2 separate regions of the Salmo salar genome follow, and region 2 is linked to region 1. Evidence: chromatin contacts called from public Hi-C data. All regions are on one chromosome and are shown on one strand. The core of a region is the stretch at or near the end of the contact, and the rest is flanking DNA. Distances in the headings are between cores, read along the strand shown. Region 1 overlaps LOC106571893 (protein bicaudal D homolog 2). Region 2 holds the start of LOC106571893 (protein bicaudal D homolog 2).

What was found. Hi-C and Micro-C count contacts between places; a contact is called where the count stands out from the background.
Region 2: a contact with region 1 is called in a Hi-C map of gill, with 5 times the contacts expected there. The contact joins the promoter of LOC106571893 here to the enhancer-like site in region 1. A contact is called at or near these places in 2 of 3 Hi-C or Micro-C datasets (gill and muscle).

The regions. Positions count from the first base shown.
Region 1 is chrssa15:63,802,392-63,807,083 of Ssal_v3.1, forward strand. The region is part of intron 10 of LOC106571893 (protein bicaudal D homolog 2); the gene reads right to left. Among protein-coding and RNA genes, the nearest start is that of LOC106571892, 17 kb to the left of the region's middle. Within about 2 kb of position 2,355, at least 2 of the 13 cell types and tissues checked have an H3K27ac peak or open chromatin away from gene starts, as enhancers often do. A contact at or near this core is called in gill, where this site is marked.
Region 2 is chrssa15:63,867,616-63,872,721 of Ssal_v3.1, forward strand. LOC106571893 (protein bicaudal D homolog 2) reads right to left here and starts at 2,697. Exons shown (of 12, transcript XR_006759223.1): 1 at 2,094-2,697.

The DNA of each region.
Region 1 (4,692 bases), core at 1,105-3,604:
CGTCACATTAATAAAAATGTTAAGCTGTTGTGTATATTACATTTGTTTTATTTCAAGTCATCACCTCATCTCTATAGAGCTGTTTCCTGACAAAATAGAGCTGCTTCTGACAAAATCCCAATTTTGTAGTTTTTCAATGTAAATATGGCATACTTTTATGACTGCTGAACACTATCAATCACTTAAACCAGTGGTTCCCAAACTTTAAAGGAACTTACTCTTTGTTGTAATAGTAGAATGCACAAGGTGACATTACTAAATTGGGTAGTGCATCATCAGTTCCTCATCATGAGTCATGTTAGTCATTGCATACCTTAGAGAGCTATTTATAACTTGTCAGAAATGTCCAGATCAACTATCCCATGTTAGCTAATGTTTTTTAGCTAGTTCTTTTTGCCCATAGACTTTGTCGTAATGTTCGAGTCACTAAAATATGATATGAATAAACATTAGACATGGCAAAATGTATTGAATTGCAAGAACATTTGCTTTAAAACTGCAACATTTCTCTGCACCTTACGACAAACTGTGTAGAATTGCAGGAAATATGTTTTAAATCCAAATAATTGAAAGATGTAGGTGAAAAAATAACAAAAAGGTTGGTTAATGCTCAGCACTATAAACATCCTATTCAAGTAAGAACAGTAGGAACTCATTTCACCCCCACAAGACTCACTTAAGACCTCATCTGTATTGCACTGGGGCAGTAGAAAATGTTGAGATGTATTTACTATTCACTAAAAGCCCAGCTACGCATGATTCACTTTGTACTGCTAATATCCAAACACAGTATGCATATATACGCAGAGTTTAATGGCTGAACATATATCCCATTTGAATGTATCCCGGGGTTGGGGTTTATGTGGGCTGTGTTGATGTTGACTATAACCCCTATTGGTGTAATTAACATTCATGAACAGCGAGGCTGAGGGCTGAGGTTGAAAGCAGCTCTACCCGGACGTCTGTCTGCATGACAATATGAGGAGTCTGAGCACAGAGTAAGTTAATAATAGATCACACACAAAGGAGGAAAGCTTTAACCCAACTCCAAGATCCCCCCCTGCGTCACTTTAGGAGTGGGCTAAGGGAGAGAGCAAACAAGAGAGGTGCAAAGAAATGTATGGAAGAAATACTCACCAAACTGAGATTTTCCTTCCTCTCACTATCACTCAAACAACTCTCTCCACTCTTTCTCTAGCATCAGTGTAATATAACATCAAATATCAATTCTGCCTCTCACGTTAGTGTGAAATAGCACAAGATATTAACTCTCCTGTCATCTCTCTCTCTCCATCTCTCCACGCAGATCCAAAAAACTAGGTCATGCTGCCTGGAATGTAGAGGCAGGGGTTCATATCACTGTCCACCTGCTACACCCTTCCTCTTTCATTATTAATCATTCTGCCCTTCACTCTCTCTACCTCTCTTTCCTTTCTCTGCACCTTCATATTACATCTCTCTGTCATCCTCCCTCCATCCTTCATTTATATCTCCATCATCCTTCCTCCACCCTCCTCTCTTAATGTCCTCTTCTCTGTCTGCCTCTCTCTAGCCTTTTTTCAAACTCATCTACTCTCGGTACCTGCAGTCACTCCACCCCCCCCCACCTGTCTCCATCCTGCTGACACAGCGATCTGAGATGACATTCCCCAGTGATAATGGTAGCCACACCTCTGCAGAGATCTGTGCAGTACACCACCTTGCCTTCCAGCTGTCATTCAGCATAACCCACATTGGAATGAAATTCCTGGCATCTCAGAACACTCCTTCAGTCCTACCTGCAGGACAAGAACAGTCTATATAAGGGCAATTATAGGTTACTCTGAATCTAAATGTGGGACAAAAACACTCCCTGTTCTATCTGGTGGATTGAAATGTTTCCTCTACACTTCCAAGTGTCAATTACAATCTACAATGAGTGGAAAAGACATTAGGAACACCTTCCTAATATTGAGTTGCACCCCCTTTTGCCCTCAGAACAGCCTCAATTCATCAGGGCATGGACTTTACAAGGAGTCGAAAGTTGAACTGATGTCTGTGCCCAGTGCGTCTTCTCATACGTCACATAGGCTCGTTGAAGAGTTGTGTTATTGCACATGGGCGCTCCCCATGATGTATACATCCTCTCCCCCACATACACAAACACAAACCCAGCCCCCCCTCGTGGGCGTGCAGTCGGACTCCCACTGGGGGACACACCCAGACAAAGGGGATCAGTGCAGCTTCATTTGACCCAGTGTGAGATGGCGAATGGGGGGGTTCCCAGGGGTCGCAGTGCCCTTTAAGATGGACCAGCCATGCTGGGTGGAGGGTGAAAGAGGGCGTGGGTTTTCCCGGGAAAAAATATGGGCTTCCATTCTAGGGATGAAGGGATACAATGGGGCCCTTCTTGGCCTGATAGAGAGGGACTGGAGGGCCACAATGGCCCTGGGTGGCGGCTGGCCCTTTGTAGAAGAACAGTCTCCACATTCAGAGTAGTGTGGAACAGAGGCTCCATGTCTCAGATGATCTACAGTAGCCACGGGTCACGAGACACATACAGGCTTACTGCACACACATGCTCTCAGAGTATAACGTGCACAGCATACACTCATATCCACACCCACGCACTGCATGAAACACGATGAAACGTTCATAGGGAAGGGTATGGACTACACTGACAGGCACATACCACAGGAGGTTGGTGGCATCTTAATTGGGGAGGACGGGCACGTGGTAATGGCTGGAGCGGAATAAGTGGAAAGGTTATTATGAGCCGTCCTGCCCTCAGCAGACTCCTGTGTAGAAACACAGCACTACAGCACATTTGTTTGTCACATGGAGTGTGAACACAGACACACACTCGCCTCAGCTGTTCTCTGGCTATGTGGGAACAGCATTGGTCATTGTGGAGGAGGTTGAGTGAGAGGATTTAGGAGGGAGGAGAGGGGAGATAAAGAAGGAATAAAATAACCAACAATGAAAGTAAGAACAAAATGGGAATCAGAGAAACACAAAGAGATAGAATGAGAGTGTGTGCCTGTTCAATTTGACTGGGGGAAGGCTGTTTGATTCGTTGCATGTATAGTGCCTAGAGCCTGCTAAGAGCAGGCATGTTCAGGCAGTGCTTAATTGGAGTCCAATCCTGCACCTCTCCATTTTCAACTGTTTTGGTGCGGAATCTATTTGGCCGGATCCGGTAACTTTCGTGGCATGATTTTTCCTTCTCACTTTTTTAAATGTAAAAATGATAATAAAAGCGATCAACGTTCATATGAGTTGCCTCTTCGTTAATTGTCCTGCCCCCACAAAAAAACGTAATGTGAAAAAGTTGATTTTAAGTCCTGGCCTAATATTTGTATGTTTGAGACCAACGGGTGGCCGTGGCTGTGTGAGCACGACTGTATCTCTCACATAACTAGAATGAGATTAACTTTCTACGATCTCTCTCCCGCTCTGCTCTGATAAACATGAGCCTGTAACTCTCCAGCGGTGCACTTCATCATTTATTTACTTATAGAATCATACCCGCGCAAAGGGTTCTGGTGGAACTGCAGCACCCATGATAAATTGAAATACATTTGCCAAAGTTATAGAATTACTACTGTCTGTTCAGAAAATGTTTTAATCACTCAGAATAGCCTACTACACAATGATAAGGCCTATAATTTAGCCACAGAGGATCAATAGCTTTTTTTTTTTTTTATTGCCTGGCTGTGGATTGTAGTCCAATAACAACGAATAGCCTACAGTCGGGAACCCACTACAAATCTGTCAGTGAATAAACAGCATGCAGAAAAAACAGGCCTTACGCAACATTTAAAAAACAATCGAGGGAAAACAAAGGTTGGAAAGCGAATGGCTCCTGCTGAAAAGAGAAGACGCAAAATATTTGATCAACTTCCAAATATTGTTTTACAAAGTAAAACGAGAGAGAGAGAGGCTTTTGGCACGAGCGCATCGGCCATCACCAACGAGTGAGCTGCGCATCATTGGGTGAGTCAGTGAAACTGGAAAGCATTTAAGGACTACAGCTCAGAACTCCCCCACACCCCTCTCTCTTGCTCACTTTTTTTTCCCGGCACCTCCCAATTTCCAAAAGAAGCACTGGTCTTAAGAATGTAAGAGACTGGGTCTTACTGTAAACTAAATAACACAGTCCACAGCTGGAGTACAACACACATACACAAGATGGAGACGTACAAACTGACACAGAATACACATATTAGGAGCTTGCATTATACAAAAGAGTCACACAGAGATTTGCACATTCAATCAGTCCCACTCCATTCACTCTAACTCTCTCACTTTGAGGCCACACACTCGAAACTAAGGCAGTCCACTGAAAATCTCAGGAATCCCCAAATCTACATTTAAGTCGACAGAGTATGTCAAAGATGGAATAACCATGAGAAAGACTCAAATTAGCCCCTGTCGAGAAGCTTAAATGAAAGACTCCCTCTCTCTCTGTAGGGTAGAGGGCCTTGTGTTTTGCTGTGAGGATGGATGAGGGGAGCGAGGGAAGAAACAGGGGGAGTGTGGGAAACGTGGGTCAATCACATCCCTCTGCCTCTTAAAGCCTTTCAAAGAGGCCTCCCCCCTCCTTCCCCACCATCATTCTATAGGCCAAAATTAGCATACCAATACGTACAGGCTCCAGAAGGACCTGAATGAACACCACTACGAATACCCAGGCTGTACACTGCCCAGAAC
Region 2 (5,106 bases), core at 1,447-3,946, 66 kb after region 1:
GGAAGTGACTCATCCAGGCCATGCAGTGAATCTCTGGGGAGAAATCTCAGTGCAAAAAAAGGACATGCCCCTTTTCTACCAAACTGCTCTGGGACACGTAAGCTGTTCAGCAGCTGCAGCAGTTCACTCTGACTCCCTACCCTACTTCTTACCCCACTCTCCTTCTTTCCTAATCAAAATCACAAGGCTGCTGAAACCTCTGCCAGGAAAAGGAAGGTAGAACTAGGACTGGCGTGTTACATTTAAGTGGGAAAGGGGTTTTCACAGTTTGGAAAGACAGACCAGTCCTTTATCCTGTCTCCCTGCCCTAACAGTCAACATTCCTCCCATTCCTGAATGGTCAAAACTCATTTTGTTTCCTCTGTGAGTAGGTTACTCATCCTTCCTCTTTTTCAGGCGGGAACTTTCAAAATTCAAAAACCACATGCCCGCCTCTTTTTCAAACCAGACTGGAAATACCAGATAATTAAGGTCCTCTGGTTTGAGAGACTACTTTACTAAGAGTATTGTCAAAATTGGTATTAGAGAGGACTTATGTGTGTTTAAATGAGGGATAAAATGATATCAACCAAAAGCAATTGAGTGAATGTCCACTTTTTTTATCAGTTACACATTAATAAAAAGGGTGGCAGTGGATAACCATTACTCAGATACATTAGTGAAGATATAATGTTCAGCATGTCAGATAACTCATCTTCATCCTCATTGGAGTAAGCCTATAATATTTCAGCAGTGCAATATACACTGAACAGAAATATAAACACAACATGTAAAGTTTTGGTCCCATGTTTCATGAGCTGAAATAAAAGATTCCAGAAATGTTTCATACCCACAAAAAGCTTATTTCTCTCAAATGATGTCCACAAATATGTTTACAGCCCTGTTAGTCAGCATTTCTCCTTTGCCAAGATAATCCATCCCCCTGAAAGGTGTGGTATATCAAGAAGCTGATTAAACAGCATGACCATTACACAGGTGCACCTTGTGCTGGGAACAATAAAAAGCCACGCTAAAATGTGCTGTTTTGTCACACAAGTTTTGATGGAGCGTGCAATTGGCGTGCTGACTGCAGGAATCTCCACCAGAGCTGTTGCCAGATAATTTAATGTTAATTTCTCTTCCATAAGCACCTCCAGTGTCGTTTTAGAGAATTGGGCAGCAAGTCCAACCGGCCACTCAACCACAGACCACGTGTATGGTGTCGTGTTGGTGAGCGTTTGCTGATGTCAAAGTTGTCCCATGGTGGCGGTGGGGTTATGGTATAGGGCAGGCATAAACTACGGACAATTACCACAATTGCATTTTATCGATGGCAATTTGAACGCACAGATACCGTGACGAGATTCTGAGGCCCATTGTGGTGCTATTCATCCGCCGACATCACCTTATAGCATGATAATGCACAGCTCCATGTCGCAAAGATCTGTATGCAAATCCTGGAAGCTGAAAATTACACCATTCCACAGGCCACAATCAACAGTCTGCCAGCCCGTATGCAAAGGATATGTGTCGCGCTGCATGATGCAAATGGTGGTCACACCAGATACTGACTGGTTTTCTGATCCACGGCCCTATTTTTTTTTTAAGGTATCTGTGACCAACATATGCATATCTGTATTCCCAGTCATGTGAAATCCATAGAATAGGGCCTAATGCATTTTGTCAATTGACTGATTTTATTTCAACTGTAACTCAGTAAATTCTTTTAAATTGTTAGATGTTGCGTTTATATTTTTCTTCAGTATATTTGAGTTTACATTTCAAATCCCACAGCAAATGACAATACACAACAAACACTGTATGGGCATGGAAAAAACAGAACGCATTTGTCTCTAACCCCAATACCTTCAATTAGAAAAAGCTAATTCCACAGCAGCTTGGCAAGATATTATGAAGCCTATAGCTAGAAGGGGTAGTATGGCAATAATATAAATTCACCCTGAAAGGGGAATCATTGATAGAACATAAGGCAAAGTTACAAGTACTTCATTGCCCCCCCCCCCACAAAAAAAATATATGGAATTTTATAGCTGTTTAAATGTATATTTCAATTTCATACAGCAAATACACACCGTTAAAACACTACAACGTACCTCTTTGAGCATGTCCAGTTCCTGGCGCACGGTCTCGTATTCGATCTCCAGGTCGTCATACTGATGTTGAAGCTGCTGCTTCTCCTCCAGCACTGCCAGCCCGTACTCCGCCGCCTGGATCTTCTCATGGGTGGTCTCACTCAGCTCCCGGGAAAGGCGCTCTATCTCGGCTCGCAGACACTCCGGTTCGGCCTCTAGCACGAGCATCGTTTCAGAATAGCGCTGCTCCTCCACGGACATACTGTGGATGTTGGTGATGGATCAACCTTGGCCGATGCGCCAGCTAATCCTACGACGAGGGGATGAGACGGCTTCAAGCGGGTCCAATCTTGAAGGATCGAGGAGAACCCTTTCGTTTTAATAGATTATTAGATTCTTCTGTATTTGAACTGCATGATCGGTACTCTTGCGTTTCTCGTTGCCACTTTGGGTATTGCGTTTTCGGTCATGAAGCTGTGGTTTCTTTATTTCTTCCGGCAGGAGAGGCTTGTCTGTTATCCCTACAACTGCTCCATGACTGCAGTTCCTTTGCCCTTCGCCTCTCCCCGGCTGCTCAGAGCGATTGGGGAGAAGCTGTCTAGCGCTGTCAGATCACTCAGCTGAGAGAACTAGAAGATAAGAATGGTGGTTGAAGGGAAATGTAGTACCACAAACGCCAATGCATAGATGTCAGGGAAATGCACTCATATCCCATCAGGCATTGTGTGCAGGCTAGTCTAAGGTGAAACGTGTGGAACACGGAAGCGGCATTTTATTTTCAAAGGAATGGGTCAAGAAAAGATTTGGTCACTGTGCATCTCGTGCCATCTGTCGGTTGTTTCTGTAGATTCACGATGCTGTAGTCATAGTCATAGCCTATAATAAAAGTGTTTCCAGCGGCTTTTGACAAGAGCATCACTCTCAACTTGATCAAATGACTAAAGCAGACAATAGGTTATGAACTAAATAGCCTATTGTCATTGATATTGCCATGCGTTTATTGAGGCTAGGAGCTACCGGACGCATCGTTTTTTTTGCCGTTGTGGTGGTATAACTCCAGCTGTTGGAATATGACAATATGAGCGCTTATTGTAAAGAGCGATCCGTAAGCCATCCACTGTGGGCAGAGCTAGGCATGTTGCATTGTACACGTTTTAATAGGATGATTTTTGTTTATACAATGGGCCCCCTGTTGGTCTGTATGGTCTAGTTATGCTAATAGACAATATTTGAGGCCAGTGTATTGCAGTTAATTTCGTCTTTGACTTAATAAGTAAAATATCTTTGAGTAGTAGGCCTAAACAGGGAAACAACAAGTCCCAGATCAAATTTCAATCAAATGTATTTATTAAGCCCTTCTTACATCAGATGATGTCAAAGTGCTGTACAGAAACCAAGCCTAAAACCCCAAACAGCAAACAATGCAGGTGTAGAAGCACCTGCAGGTGTAGAAGCACCAGACAGTTCTCAATAGAACATACCAAAGGGGGGAACCTGTTTAGCCCACCCCTACACACAATGTTTTTTATTTTTACATTAATACGTGTCACATATCAGTTTACAAACAATGTAAAAAATAAATTGAGTTAATAAAACCGCATACAAACATGGTCTCTTTTTTGCTTTCTTGAGTAAGACAGCTTCAAAATGCAGGTGTTTTAGCCTAGGTCAGTGCTTTCGGTGGTGCTTTCGGCAGCCAGCTGAAAATACAGAGAGGAAGGGTTGGTAATGTTCTCTAGTTGCGCAGTGATTGGCTCAGTGTTCTGTCCCTCATCGGGATACTACATCACCAAAAAATCTACAGGGAGAGCTATTGATTTACATTAGAAGTGCCATCCAAGAAGGCTCAAGGTTATTGGCCACACAAAATTACGTCAAATCACGTTATATCTACCGTAGCTTTGATTGGACTGATCATGTCAACATCATACTTTCAAAATCTTAACTAGCTAGGTAAACAAGCAGTCATCATCATGAATCAAGTCGACAATCTACTGGCAAATCCTTATGTAGCCAAATCCACATGTAGCCTATAGCCTGTTTTAGAGAAATGTCATCATCAAATATTGTAAGAGCTTTCATTGTCTGCTTATATGCCCCCTTTATTTATCTGACGGTTCTGACTTGGTGCATAGGAAGAATACTGTAAGAACGGCCCAAGTTCTGCATTCTGTCAATGTACATTTCAAAAGTGCTGAACAAATAGTTATATTGAATACATCCGTCTTAGCTCGCTCATTGTTTTAATCGAAATTACGGATTGCCTCTTATCCGCTCATAGTTTGTAGATCTCAATTGTCAGTAGAAACCACATTTGTTTAAGCAAGTCAGCCATATCAGCTATGTTTTTTAAAAAGGCAGTAAATGAGGCTGAATGAACTGTTTCGCTGCCAGACAAGGCCAGGTGTAGTGTTATGTTGTGTTGTGTAGTGACTTTGCTGGCATGCATCTAACACATTTTGGGGGAGTTTGCTCCACCAAGATTTACATGCTAAAATCGCCACTGTCTGAAATATCAATAGAGATATAATTAAATTGTGTTTTTGAAAAGATGGTCCTGGCTGAGAATAGAACATGTTTTTTTCCCACTTTGGTTTGGCACTGTTTACCACAATTTCCTGGAAAAGTCCATAGTTAACCTATACATCTCTGGATCCAATGTCATACCACTGTAACAACTTGTGAATTATTTACCCCTTTATAGAATACACTTTTTTACTCATGACTCAACGGTGTGTTACCATTAACATTGGCTGCATATCCATTGTCCTTCTCCCAAAGTGTGGACTTGCAACTTTATTCTCATCTCAGGGATTTCATAATGGTGTAAAGTAGCTCAAGCCAATGCGTACACCTATCCAATGCTTGGGCGAGGAGAGTGATGAACAATTGGTATGCAGACATTGATTTCAGCTGGCTTCATCAACAGAGGGTCTGTGTTCCAAATGGCACCCTGTTCCCTTTACATAGTGCAGTAATTTTGACCAGGGCCCATAGGTGGTGAAAAGTAGTGCATTATACAGGGAAATGTTAT